Linked DNA regions of Callithrix jacchus: region 2 is linked to region 1. A link is a contact called in public Hi-C data. All regions are on one chromosome and are shown on one strand. The core of a region is the stretch at or near the end of the contact, and the rest is flanking DNA. Distances in the headings are between cores, read along the strand shown.

Region 1 (7,344 bases), core at 2,072-4,571:
GCAAAGTCACCGCAGTTGAGAGCCACTGAAATGAAGTATATGCAAGTATTCTATCTAACCCTTGCAGCAGAAAACAGCATTTCTCTCTGTGATCAGATGCTAATATTCCTAATAACATTTTTCTTAACTATCCAATAAATATGTGAACACATTCTTGTGATAAAAGAGTTAAATAATTACTGAAGTTTACAGATCAAATTGGGAAAATTCTTATCGCACCCCCCCCAACTTTGTCCCCGTCTCCCTCTCACTCTTTTTATCTCTAATTTTTAGTTTTTGAGATAGGGTCTTACTCTGTCACCCAAGCTGGAGTGCAGTGCTGTGATCATGGCTCACTGCAGCCTCAACCTCCCAGGCTTCAGCATTCTCCCAGGCTCCAGCATTCTCCCACCTAAGCCTCACTAGTTAACTGGGACTGTAAGCGCACACCAACATGCTTGGCTGATTTAAAAAAATTTTTTCCTGAAAAGACAGAGCTGGTCTCTAATCCAGTGGTTCTCAAGGTGGCTTTTACTCCCAGGGAATATTTGGCATCTTTGGATGTTACAACTAAGGAGGGTTCTACTAGCATTTTGCGGATAGAGACCATGGATGTTGCTAAACATTCTATGCACAGAACAGCCTCTCACAACAAAGACTTACGTGGTCCAAAATGTCAATAGTGCTGAGGCTGAGAAACCTCCATCTAACCCCCACATCCTATTACATTCTCTAGTGATAGATTCACGTTACAGATCTTAGCCTGCCCTTAGTAGTGTACACCTGTCAGATTCATGGCTTCCTACCATCTTCTGAATAGCCTTCCCTTTTGGGAGGGCGGGGAATTCCCATATTCTGTATCCTGCCTCCCCAAGGAAGGAGTTCAGACCCCAATTCCCAGTCTCCTTTGTAGCCAGGACTCAGGTGTCTCAGGTGCCAGACTTCCTCAATCATATCCCCCTATGAGCTTTTTATGTGGAAGTGAGCAAGGTGAAGAAACAGACTCTTCTGGAAGTTTGGCATTTTGTAGGAGGCTGCAACAGCATGTGGCATTTGATGTTAGCAATGGCAGTGGCAGCCATTCCCCAGTGATTCTCAGCAGTGGTGATGGCAGTTTCCTCCAGCAGCAATCCCAGTCATAGTAGTTTCCTCATCAGGCCAGTATTCAGCTTGGTTCTGAGCTTCATTCTTGGAAGCTTAGCCTGGGGCCATTTCTCCATCCTCCCTAGAATTCCGAGCTATACAGCATCGTTTTGTTTTTTTTTTTTTGAGACAGAAACCTCCACCTCCCAGGTTCAAGCAATTCTCCTGCCTCAGCCTCCCGAGTAGTTGGGACTACAGGTGCGCCACCATGCCCAGCTAATTTTTGTATTTCAGTAGAGACGGGGTTTCACCATGTTGGTCAGGATGGTCTCCATCTCTCGACCTCGTGATCCACTTACCTCGGCCTCCCAAAGTGCTGGGATTACAGACGTGAGCCACTGTGCCTGGCCACAGCATCCTTTTAATGCACACCTTTTCTGCTTAGTCAGCCAGAGCCAGCTTCTATTGCTGAAAATTAAGAACCTGAGCGTAAAGACTCCCCTTCTAAAGACTGTCTAGTGGCTTTCCATACATTCTAGAATATGTCCCAAACCCTCTACTTAGCCCAAGGTTCTTTATCTGGGATGTACCTATACTATCCATCACTCTGGTCATACAGTCTTCCTGGTCCTGCCACCATTCCTCATTGCTCACTACTAAAGAATCCTTGGCGGGGCCCGGTGGCTCATGCCTGTAATCCCAGCATTTTGGGAGGCCGAGGCGGGTCGATCACGAGGTCAGGAGTTCAAGACCAGCCTGGCCAAGATGGTGAAACCCCCGTCTCTACTAAAAATATACAAATTAGCTGGGCGTGGTGGCACGCGCCTGTAATCACAGCTACTCTGGAGACTGAGGCAAAGAACTGCTTGAACCCGGGAGGCAGAGGTTGCAGTGAGCCGAGATCGCACTGCTGCACTCCTGCCTGGACGACAGAGTGAGACTGTCTAGGGAGGAAAAAAAATCCTAAGGCACAGCAACCCTCCTCTCTGTACCCCAATCCTCAGGTCTGTATTTATGTCTATCATAAAGGAGAGACTTTTTACACTCTACTGCAAGAGCTGATTCACTCAGCTATACACTTTGCGTGGGCAGAAACACGTCTTTTTGTGAGTCTCCAGCATGTGGAGCATCTGTTACAAAGTAGACAGTACATATTTATTTGCAGAATGAAGGGCGCGATGTGGACAAGTGCTGCCACCTACTGGTAGAAACGTTTTGTGACTCTTACAAGGATTTGGACTATGGTTATCATACAAGGATGAAACTTGATTATTCTTTCTCATCTAAGTTATCATTAGTTAGACCCTCTATGGTAGTCAGCCTCCAGAATGGCCAGCAGCAATCCCAGTCTATTGGCATTCATGCCTTTGGTGGATTCACAGAAGGTTGGTTTGTAAATATGACAATAGCCATATGTGACCTCTGGAGCTAGGTAATAAAAAACATTGTGGCTTATGCTTTGGTCTCTCTGGAATCACTTGCTCTGAGGGAAGCCAGCTGCCGTGTCATAGGGACACTCAAACAGCCCTATGGGGAGGTTCATGTGGTGAAAAACAGGTCTCCAGCCAACAGTCCTGTGTCATCCTGGACGCCGATCCTCTGGCCCTAGCCAATAACTGCTGCCCTGGCCTACACCCTGACTGTAACCTCATGGGAGGCCTGGAGACAGAACCACCCAGCTACGTATCCGCAAATCCCTGACCTCTAAAACCTGTGGGACAACAAATGTTTATGGAATTAAACTTTGGGGTGATTGTTATGCAGCAACAGATTTCTAATAAACTGTCCAACATAGAGCACCGCCTACAAACAGCTCTACTTTTTTTTAAAGGCAGGGTCTCGTTCTGTGGAACCAGGCTGAGGTGCAGTGGTGCCATCACTGAGGCCTCAACCTCTGGACTCAATCGACCCTCCCGCCTCAGCCACCCAAGTAACTGGGATTACAGGCACGCACCACTACGCCTAAGTTTTTGTAGAGACGGGGTCTCGCCATGTTGCCCAGGCTGGTCTCGAACTCCTGGGCTCAAGTGATCCACCCGCCTCGGCCTCCCAAAATGTCGGGGTTACAGGCGTGAGCCACTGAGCCCGGCCAACCTAAGGACTTTTAACCTAAGTCTTCTCAGAGCAGATGCCGCTGGAGCTGGGGGCCGCGGAAGAAATGGCGTGACACTAGGTCCCGGGGAGTTACGACTGTATTATTGTCTGCAGCATCCCTAACAGCACCACGGTTGCTCCACGTTAGCAAGTTCAGGAAGTCTCATTCACCGCGGCGGAAGAGCTGGGAAGCCAACGTAAAGCTGCATCTCGGCGCCTGCGCACTGTGCCCATGCTATCAGGTAGAGCCGTTGCGCGCCGAGTCATCGATCGGTCAATTTCCCACCCCCCCGCAAGTCCCGCGGCCAGGCTCCTGTAAGCCGCCTGCCTGCCGCCCGCTCTCGGGGTCGGCTCCAGGGGGCGCCCTCAGGAGAGGGGCGGGTGCTCACATTCCAGAGACCGGCCAGCAGGGCGGCCACCGTAGTGGGGCTCTTTCCCCTTTCCGCCTCAGCAATCCCTCAGCTCCGTAGTCGCCACTCCGGGGTCGCAGCCGTTTGAAGCAGGAGCGGCTCGGCCCCCCCGCTGTCCCCGTCGCCGCCTCTGGGTCCAGGATCCTCGCGGATCCCGCCGCCGTCATGAAGCTGCGGGTACGGCTTGAGAAACGGACCCAGCAGGTGGAGGTGCCAGAGGCGGAGCCGACGCTGGGGCAGCTGCGCACGCACCTGAGCCTGGCCCTGCTTCCCACCTGGGGCTACAGGTAGGCGGGTGCCGGGGGCGGAGCGGCCCGTGGGTAGTGGGGAGTGCTCGAGGTGGGTGCTGGGCGGCTTGGAGTCATCTGTGGGCTGCCGGCGCGGGCGTGGCCGGGCGCTAGGCTAGATGCGTGGACGCCCCGGGGCCATCACGTGAGGCCCGGGCTCTCCCGAGCGTCGCGGAGCCCTAGGCTGCCGGCGACTGGACGCGCAGGTGGTCGTCGGTGGTCCGGCTCCTGGAGAACATGGCCCAGCCTCTTGGGGGCTCTGGTCCTCTGCTTGGTGAGTCATGGCTTCTGGTTTTGCAGTACACGAAACCAGGGAGAAGAGTGAACTCACAGTTCCCACAACTGGTTAAATTTCAAGTTGGAAATGATGAGCTTGGCTTAGGTTAAACCTTTCTGGACTGTCGGGGGTCCGAGTTAATTTCTTCAGCTGTTGGAGTATTTCAATGAAAAAGTTTGGAAATTGCTACAAGTTAAAAATCTGCCCTCCATCGGAGGCAGCTTTTATCGCTGCTGTGAAGCTGCAGCAATTTTAGGACTCTGTTAGAGTGGTTCGTGCACCAGGCACCGCGGTGAGTGCTTGGACTTAGCTGCTGCTGAAAAGTTTTAGAAAGTACAGCGTGTAGTCGTCTTTCAGACCATTCGATTTTCCTGGGCGAAATGTTGCTTTTTGTTAAAACTGAGGAAAACGTTGCTCTTGAGAGCTTGCAGTTTGGGGGCATAAAGTTGAGAAAGGATCATATTCGGTTATTCGTTTATGGGACTCCAGATAAGGTGCTTTGTTTCCCCAAAAGATATTTTTTTGGGGGAGACAATAATCTGGGAGTAAAGTGACAGTGTAAGAGTGGTCTTCTTCAAATACTGAGCTAGTGAAGTTGAAACTTGAGTGTGCTGAGGAAAAATAACAATGTTCCCCGTTTTCACCTTATTTTTAGGGATTGCATAATATGAGGCCGTTATTCCAAACTTCTCACCCTTTCATTTTTCAGGTTAAGACATTATTAGGTTGAAAGTAAGCCTGTTTTCTTCCAGATTAAAAAACAAACAAAAACCTTAAATAAGATGCTGACATAACTCCTTTTAAACATTATAGTAAGTGACATGCCTACTGTTATTTCTTGTTAAACCTGTGTGTTTTCCATATTGGCATCATTACCAGTAGGTTACCAGTAGAAGATTGAATAAATCTTCAAAATTAACTTATCTTTTAAAGGTGTATATATATTTTATTGTTTTTAAATTAGGCAGTCCTGAAAAGATGTGAAACTCAATATGGCTGTTTGCCCAAAGGGGCAAGTTGGTTTCTCTTTCAGATTTGTTTTTACAGTTGAGGCTGCTTACCTGGAAAGAATTTAAGCATCAACTTGTGAAAGTAAACTCTTTTTTTCTGAAAGTATACTCATCTTCTACTAAGTGAGCAGTTTTAAAATATGTCCATATGATATTATTTTAAAAATACTGAGCAAGTGGATCTAGGATTGTCATAAAATACTTTTGTTTCATTTTTGTTTTTTAAGAGAAAAGTGAAAGCAAGTTTATTTAGAAAGTAAAGGAAGAAAAGAATGGCCACTCCATAGGCAGAGCAGCCATGAAATACTTTTAAAAAGCCTGGAGTTTCTAGAATTTCATTTCCTGGAATTAAATACTCCTCTTAACTCCCCAATTTCAGAGATAGAACCCTGGAAAACTACATATTTCTTTAGAAATAGCTTTTCCCGTTTTCTAAAGTGGGAGGAAAAGCTGGTATATTTATTAAGCAGACCATGACCTTTTCTACAGATATTTGAATGTACATTGTACTAGATGCTGTTTAAAAAAGCAACCTTTTGCTGTGACAAATGACCCATAAACATGTAGTTCATTTGAGGTGTTTTTCCTTTTTCTGCCAAAGTTGGGATGGTGTTTTTGTGGGCTAGTGGCAGAGTTTCAACTTTTTGCTTATCAAAGCATTTTGAAAACAGAAACAGGGCTGCTTGTTTTCTGACAAACAGGAATGGCTTCTATTTCACTAATTTTAATTTCTCTCCCAAAGACACCTCAATTATTAAGAAAAAAATATATTTATGAGTGAAATAAAAACATGAATTATTTGGAGCACTTTTCAAAATACAGCTTTATGAGAATAAGTAAACAACATAATTTTTAAAGGACTTCATCTTTTGTTAACCTCTCAAAAAATTAATGAAATTAGCATTGCCAAGTGTACATATCTTTTAAAATGTTTTATAACGTTTTGTTAGTTATCCCTCACTATGTGATGAAGAACATTGTATTTCTCTAATGTCAAATATTCTGTGGTGCAGAAAGAATGGGATTTTGTTGCTTCAGGCTTATAAGAATTCTGAGCTTGTTTAGCAGTGGGCTTTTGGGTTTGTACTATGTCCCACTAAAAGGCATCATAACTGATCATCAGTACAAGGATGAATTTAGCTTGTCATCAGTAAGAGGGACGGATTTATACTCAGTCATATCCATATACTGCTCTAACTCTTTGTGATTATGAATATATGGATCTGGCATTTTGTAACCCATGTAAGTAAACTGTCCTGTAAGGATATTGAATAGACATCCCTGATTTCACTCTCATTTTGATCTTCCCAACTAATATTTGGTGGTTGCATTTATTTCACAAATTCTTTATTTGCCAGTGTTGAAGACATTGTTTGAACTGTTCAGACAAGATCCCTGATCTTATGAAACTTAAGTTCTAGTGGTAGGGGTAGGGTAGACAGATAATAGACAACTAAATATGATGTTTTCAAGTAGTGGTGTTATAGTAAAAACAAAACATAACAAAATAGAGAGTGCTGGAGTCTGAATGAAAGGCGTCTCTGAAGAGGTGACATTTAAGCTGAGACTGGAATGATGATGAGAAATCAGTCATGTGAAGATCTGGAAAAGCAAATGCAGAGGCCGGAAGGCTGCAGTGAAGTTGATCTGCTTTTTGGAAGGGATGGAAAGCTCATGTGAATAGAGAACAGTGAGCGAAGATGGATGGCACAAGAGCAGTAGGAGAAATGGGAAGAGGTCAAACGCTGGGCTTTGGAAGTTATGTTAAGGATTCCAAATAGAAGCCACTGGAAGATTTTAAGTAAAGGAATAATGGGATCTAATTTGTATTTTAAAGGCATTTCATTGCATCTTAGTGGCTATCACTTGTAAGACACACATTGTTTTATGTAGCAGTAGGGAAAAAATGCTGTCAATTGATATGTCATTGATTTTAGGAAGTATCCTAATTTCAAAGATGTCATAATAAAAAATGTGCATCTTAGAATTGAGGAAAACATGGATTAATGATAGCGAATTACTGTATCCTATCCCCCAGGTGGAGAGTTTTAGCTGTTAGAAATCTGTAAAGTAGCCCTTCATTGATAAATAGTTTTGATAATTTTCTCAAAACTTTAAGCTTGATATGGTGTTTCGTCCTATAGTCCTAGCTCCCCTGGAGACTCAGGTGAGAGGACTGCTTGAGCCCAGGAATTTGAGCTGCC
Region 2 (7,344 bases), core at 1,467-3,966, 160 kb before region 1:
GGCCAAGTCACTGTCACCTGCTCCCATGGTACCAGCACAGAGTGATAGAGCTGCAGAAGGTCAGGGGGCTCTGACACAGGATATGACACAAGCACCAGGTCCTTGCCTCCAGGCCCACATGCCTCCGGTGTTCCTCTAACAGCCAAGCTCTTCACTATCGCTACACTTGCTGATCCTTCTGCTTGGATTATCCTCTCCTATCTGCTTCAATTTATCCTTCAAATCTCAGCTTAGGTGACCTCACTTCAAAGATACCTTCCCTTCTAGTGTGATACTTCTGATGCTTAAAAAAAGGAAGAAAAAGATGCCTTTCCTGCATGTACTATCTCTGTTATTGTTGTTGTTAGAGACAGAGACAGAGTCCTGCTCTGCCACCCAGGCTAGAGTGCAGTGGTGTGATCATAGCTCACTGCAGCATCGAACTCCCGGGCTCAAGCAGTCCTTCTGCTTCAGCCTCCTGAGTAGCTGGGACTACAGGTGTGTGCCATGCCCAGCTAAGCTTTTTAAGAAGAGTGGAAGAAGTCCTGAGTACAAAAAGGTCTCTGTTTGCAGAAGGAAGTAACACTCCAGAAGCCAAGGTCGACAGCCTTCCTCAGACACAGGCCCCCAGCAGGCATCAGCTGGCCTAGAGTCAAAGCACCCAAAATAACAGGCCCTGCACAAATTTTCCCATCTACCCCCACATAAACCAGGGGTGGAGGAGTAGGAGAGGATGGCCCGTATTATTTCAGAGCTGAGGTAAAGGGCCAGCCTATGAAAACCATCCAGGTCACAGTGCCAGGAAGCTGCTGAGCTGGGCTCGAACCCAGGGCTGACTGACTGGGAGTCAGGTGATCTTTCCATCATACCTCTGCGCTCTTCAAGCAGCACAGGGTGAAGCCTCCACTTGATCCACACTCAGCAGATGATCTCCACACAACCTCTGAGGGATCTGACTCTTTGGGAACTACCGAAGCTGCTCCTCATGACAGTTTCTAAGAGGTCGGAGGAGACTGGTGGGCTCACCTCAGGACAGAAAACCAGATGCTCTGCGCTCTGCTCAGATGCCTACTGTCTGTGACAAGTTGCTTCATCTCAAATCCTCCCTTGGAAGGATGGGAATAAGGTGACAATACTAAGTTTCTGTGACTTAAGTGGAACTAGAACAGATCATAGAGCTAAAAAAAAAAAGTATCAGAGTAACATTTATATACAGCTTTCTTCAGAAGCATGTGGAGGAAGCCTTTATGGGTTCACTCGCAGGTACATACCCCTAGGAGTAGACAGGAAGGTGGCAGGTCTTTCTCTTGTTGATGTCAGGGAAACGGAGGCAGAACTGAAGCAAGCTAATATCTGCAAAGGAATGAGGCTCAGATTCACATGGCCTAGTCCTCCAGCCAACAAACCATCTCACCACTCCCAAGTAAGAGGTGCTCTGTCCAGGCAAGAAGTCATGGGGCTTGCCTATGTCTTAGAAAGGTAAAGACTCTTCCTCTGGGTACCTTCTTCCAGAACCTAGGACCAAAAGAGCCCCTAGAGGTCATGTGGTTCCCCTCTCTTTACATTGAGAGGAATGCTGTTCAACCACTCTGAAGAGAAGGTTCTGGATGTCTTCAGCTTTCATGGATAGCCTGTTCTGTGTCTTACAGTTCCCAAAAGTCAGGAAAAACTTAAGACTCTTGCCCTGAAAGGCATCACTCCTAACAGCCTGCAGGATTGTTTTATCCTAAAGAAAGTGAATCAGATGCCCCTTCCGAAGATCAGACAAGAAGCAATACGGCTACATCCTGACACAAATCCAAATAATTACAACGGCAGCTAGAAGTCTTAAATATCCCCTACACCCCAACCTTACTCCATGCTTCCCTTTAGCTCTGTACTTGCAGGTCCCTGAGAACCTGGGCAGGAAATCTGACCTTGCCTCTACTACCTGAATGACCGTACACATGTGATTGAATCGCTCTGTGCCTCAGTGTCCTCGTGGATAAAATGGGGATATTTAATTCCCACAAAGGTTGCTGTGAAGTGTAAATGTGGCACTGCAAGGGAAGTGCTTAGCACAGTGCCCGGTACACAGTAGGCGCTCGATAGCCACTAGCAAGCATCTCCCTCGTTATTCTGCAGCCTTATCACACGTGTCCCCATTCAGTCAACTTGTTTTAGAGAATCCAACAGACAAAACAAAGCCCGCACGGAACCGTTTTCTTTTTTTCTTCATTTTGAACCTTGGCAAAGAGATAACGCCCTGAACAACGAGGAGGCCTCAGGACAGCCATGGGGGTGAGTCTGAAAGAGGAAACCAAAGCCCGAAGAGTTTTCCCTCCAGCCAGAGGCGGGCTCCTCAGGGCCTGAGTCCAGGAGTCTGCCTGGCGGGAGCCCCAGGCGGGGCTGTGGATCTGGGACGGTCGGGGAACAGGCCGGCGGCCAAGTGAGCGCGAATGTACGAATGAACCCGCAGCCCTTCCGTCTCCCGCTGGGTACGCCGCTCGCGCTCCCTGCAGCGCCGCGTCATGTGACCCCGCAAACTCCTCACCTAGGACCCTCGACTCCCCGCCCCACTTCTCCTGCCTCGCCCGGGTCCCCGCTTCCTTACCTGCAGGTCCCAACGGCTCCTGGAGTCACGGATCGGTTCAGCTTGGTACCAAAATGACCGCGGCCTCCCGGCGTCTCCGGACTCCTGGCAGCTCCGAGCCTGGTAGCTATTAACTGCCGGGCGGAAGTGAGCTGTCTACGCTCGGGCACTTCCGGTGGACGCAAGGCCTGAAGGCGGGGTTAAGGGTAAGACCCAGGCCGGGGTAGTGCTCGTGGGGCGGGGCAAAAAAGCTGCGGAGCCCACCGGTATTAACCCCTCGGCAGCCGCGGCGATGCTATGCTGCAGTCTTCCCCAGAGCCCTTGGAAACCCAGTCCGCTAACTAATTCAGCGTGATGCGAGCGGGCAAGGACGTAGGGACTTTGAAGTCCGTCTTCTGTGTAAAGACAGTAAGTCTGAGGTTCTAAGAGGGGCAGGGTTTTGCTCAAGGTCACTTACTTTTTTTTTTTGTTTGAGACAGGGTCTTGTTCTGTCGCCCAAGCTAGAGTGTGCAGTGACTGGAAGATCTGGGCTCACTGCAACCTCTGCCACCCAGGCTCAGGCGATCCTCTCACCTCAGCCTCCCAAGCAGCTGGGACCACAGGTGTGCACCACTACTCCCGGCTAATTGTTATTGTTTTATTTATTTATTTATTTATTTATTTTAGAGTCTGTCTCACTATATTGCCCAGGCTAGTCTCAAATTCATGGACTCAAGAGATCCTCCCACCTTGGCCTCCCAAAGTGCTGGGATTACAGGCATGAGTCACTGCACCCAGCCTTTTTTTTTTTTTTTTTTTTTTTTTTAAAGAGAGGCGTCTCGCTCTGTCCAAACTAGGCTTTTGAAAGCTCTAGTTTGGACCTTTCCATTCTTGTTTTTCTTTTGGAGACTCTGCCCGCTGCGGTCAAGCAATCCTCCTGCCTCAGCCTCTTGAGTAGCTGGGTCTGCAGTTGTGCACCACCATGCCTGGCTAATTTTTAGCAGAGACGGGGTTTTGCCATGCTGGCTAGGATGGTCTCGATCTCCCGACCTTGTGATCCGCCCACCTCGGCCTCTCAAAGTGTTGGGATTACTGGCGTGAGCCACCACAGCTGGCCAAGTAGAGGGTATTTAATCAGGAACTGCAGAACAACAGTGAATGTTTATGGAACACGTAGTGTGCCAGGTAGTGTGCAGAAAATCTCATTTGCTCCTGACCTCAGCCCCATGAAGAAGGGGTTGTTTTAGCTCCATTTCACCTTGGGGGGAACTTTAACTCTGAGAACTTAAATCAAATAGCATGTGAGTGACAGGGCTGAGGGCCTGGTCCCAGAGCCCCACCTCTTATGAGTCCCACTCATTCACCTAAAATATAATTGCCACTCCCACCTGAGCCAGGCACACTGGGGATACAACAGTGAACAGCATATGGCACAACCCCCCCTTGGGGGCTCATTGTTGAGTATGGGAGAAAGACAAATAAAGGGACAATTATAACTCAGCATGATAGTAGTACCACAGAGGCACAGGGGATGCCAGCACCAAAATCAGCCTGGGAAAGTCAGGGAAGGCTTCCTGGAGGAAGTGACACCCAACCTGAACCATGAAGGATGAGACTGTTACTAATAGTTAACCATCAGCCAGGCACTGTGTGAAGCTCTTCCGGATATTAATTCATTAAACTCTCCCAACAATTCCGTGACAGTCTCCAAGTAGAGATAAGGAAATGACCAGTGGGCAGAACTGATTTCTCCCCTACTTCCGTGAGGGCCTGGACCTTCTCTCCCACAGCTTGGTCTGGCAGGAGAGCTAAAAGTGTAATACTAGTAAGAGGAAGTATAGCTCGATGTGAAAGGTTGGATAATTACACCTTGCAGAGGTGGGTGACAGAAGCGGGGGTGGGAGGGGGAAGCAGGTCTCTAAGGGAACTTCACTCTCTGCCCCCATCACTAAACCCAGCTAGCCACACTGCTAGAGTCATCCACACCATCAAATGCTGACAGCTGCACTGGAACAGCCACACCTGGGGCATGTGTGGCTGCCCTGGCCCTCCGAGACCCCAGGCCCAGCAGGAGCTCCTTGCCCCAGGATGGGGGGAGCACAGCCTGGAGAGAGAGAGCACGTTCGCTTCCTCACAAGAAATACACACTTGCTGACAATAATACCACCTTCTGGTTTTTATTTTTATTTATTTATTTTGAAAAGGAATCTCATTCCTTTTGCCCAGACTGGAGTGCAGTGGCGCAATCTCAGCTCACTGCCTCCTACTACTCCTCTCAGGTTCAAGCGATTCTCCTGTCTCAGCCTCCCGAGTAGCTGGGATTACAGGTGCCCACTACCACACCCAGCTAATTTTTGTATTTTTAGTAGAGACCGGGTTTCACCGTATTGGCCAAGGTGTCCTCCAACTCCTGACCTCAAATGATCTGCCTGCCTTGGCCTCCCAAAATGCTAGATTACAGGCATGAGCCACCACACCTGGACCCTATTTATTTATTTATTTTTTTAAGAGATGAAGTCTCACTATGTTGCCCAGGCTGGTCTCAAACTCCTAGCCTCCAGCAATCCTCCTGCTTCAGCCTCCAAAGTTCTAGGACCACAGGTGTGTGCCACTGTGCCCAGCCAGGACACTTTAAAATTTTCCCCCAAATGCTTCTCTTTTTATACCCTGCCTGATTTGAGCTGGCTGGTGGAGACAGGACTCTCCAGATTTTTGTTTTCGAGACAGTTTTGCTCTTGTCCCTGCAATCTCCACCTCCTGGGTTCAACCAATTCTCCTGCCTCAGCCTCCCGAGTGGTAGCTGGGATCAGGCCCACGCCCCCATGCCTGGCTAATTTTTGTATTTTTAGTAGAAACGGGGTTTCACCATGTTAGCCAGGCTGGTCTCAAATTCCTGACCTCAGGTGATCTGCCTGCTTCGGCCTCCCAAAGTGCTGGGATTGCAGGCATGAGCCACCGTGCCCAGCCTGTCCAGTACTTTGGACTTCAGTTTCTCTTCCCTGAGAACTCTGCACCCACCATGTGCCAAACATCCTCATATGCCCTTGACATCGTCACTTCATTTAATTCTCACCGTTCTCGATAGGTAGATGCTAAGATAATCCCATTTTGCAGATGAAGACACTGAAGCCCTGAGAAGTTGAGGGACGTTCCAACTTCCCACAGCAGCAATGGGCAGAGCGGGGAGGCAAGGCCTGGACTGATGACGGCAGGGCCGGGGCTTTCTTCTCCACTCATCCCTGCCTGCCTCATGTGGTTTCATCCGATCCCAGAAGACTGAGAGTTCGTGCGGTCTCGTGAAATGACCACTGTGACCCCTGCCACTGGCATTCTGTGACCCTCAGCAAGTCCCTTCCCCTTTCTGACACCCAGAATCTCAGAGCAACGTCCTTACCGTCCTCCCTCCGCAAGGAACTGGTGCGTGAATACAACAAATTACGTATCCTTTCCCTCTGCGCCCACTAGAGGGCGCACAGGTGCCACTAACAGCCACCGTTCCTTCAAATGCCATCCTTGTGCAGGCCAGGATGCTCTGCCTTTCTGTACACATTCCCAGCCTTTCCACACTCTTCTTCCTCTGTGATTACTATTCCTCTACTCCAGTCTCTGCTTCCTTGCTGGTTTTTGTTTTCATTCTGCAGATCTCTAAAAGTTGCCACAGAGCCTTTCTAAAAGGAGGCAGGAGGTGCTTTTGTCCACAGCCTCAGGAACACCAGCCTCCACCTGCTTGCTGAGGGCAGGCAGCTTCCTGTCCCTCCCGCCCAGCCCAGGCCTGGCACAGCCCCTAGAGCAGAGGGGCCTAGAGCCTGCCGGGAACCCCAGCCTTTGCCCCCACCTATCCTTGCTCCAGATGTCCTCAGTACACCATCTCTGGTCTTCCTAGCAGCAAATTTCTGTTCAGCCTGTCCTGGCTGCACACCACAGGTTCCTTCTTGAAGGGCCCTGCTCTCTCAGGTACCCCTGTGCTGAACTACCCTCCACCAATACACTGAAAAAGCCCACGCTCGGCCGGGTGCAGTGGCTCACGCCTGTAATCCCAACATTTTGGGAGGCCAGGGTAGGTGGATCACTTGAGCCCAGGAGTTCGAGACCAGCCTGGGCAATATGGCGAAACCCTGTCTCTACTAAAAATAGAAAAATCAGCCAGGCCCCGGGTACAGTGGCTCACGCCTGTAATCTCAGCACTTTGGGAGACCAAGGCGGGTGGATCCTTGGTCAGAATATTGAAACCATCTTGGCTAACACAGTGAAACCCTGTCTCTACTAAAAATACAAAAAATTAGCTGGGCATGGTGGCATGTGCCAGCAGTCCCAGCTCCTCAGAAGGCTGAGGCAGGAGAATAGCTTGAACTTAGGAGGCGGAGGTTGCAGTGGGCTGAGATGGCACCACTGCACTCCAGCCTGGGTGACAGAGCAAGACTCTGTCTCAAAATAAGAGAAGAAAAACCAGCCAGGCATGGTGGCACACTTCTGTAATTCCAGCTACTCAGGAGACTGAGGTGGAAGAATCACCTGAGCTCAGGAAGCAGAGGTCCCAAAGTGCTTGGATTACAGGTGTGAGCCACTGCGCTCTGTCACCCAGGCTGGAGTGTATTGGTGTGATCTCAGCTCACTGCAACCTTTGCTTCCTGGGCTCTAGAAATCGTCCTACCTCAGCCTCCTGAGTAGCTAGGACTACAAGTGCATGCCACCATGCCCAGCTAATTTTTGTATTTTTCGTAGGAATGGGGTTTTGCCATATTGCCCAGGCTAGTCTTAAACTCCTGACCTCAAGTAATCCTCTTATCTTGGCCTCCCAAAGTGCTGGGATTACA

The links. Hi-C and Micro-C count contacts between places; a contact is called where the count stands out from the background.
Region 2: a contact with region 1 is called in a Hi-C map of skeletal muscle, with 4 times the contacts expected there. The contact joins the promoter of SLC5A4 here to the promoter of BPIFC in region 1. A contact is called at or near these places in 2 of 3 Hi-C or Micro-C datasets (both in skeletal muscle).

What each region holds. Positions count from the first base shown.
Region 1 is chr1:203,543,296-203,550,639 of calJac240_pri, reverse strand. BPIFC (BPI fold containing family C) reads right to left here and starts at 3,321. Exons shown (of 20, transcript XM_054240628.2): 1 at 3,017-3,321; 2 at 1,422-1,530. It overlaps FBXO7 (F-box protein 7), which reads left to right and starts at 3,449. Exons shown (of 8, transcript XM_078339171.1): 1 at 3,449-3,853. The coding sequence starts at 3,732.
Region 2 is chr1:203,698,779-203,706,122 of calJac240_pri, reverse strand. It overlaps SLC5A4 (solute carrier family 5 member 4), which reads left to right and starts at 2,716. Exons shown (of 15, transcript XM_035270719.3): 1 at 2,716-2,757. LOC103790434 (a long non-coding RNA gene) reads right to left here and starts at 2,687. Exons shown (of 4, transcript XR_004732933.3): 1 at 2,573-2,687.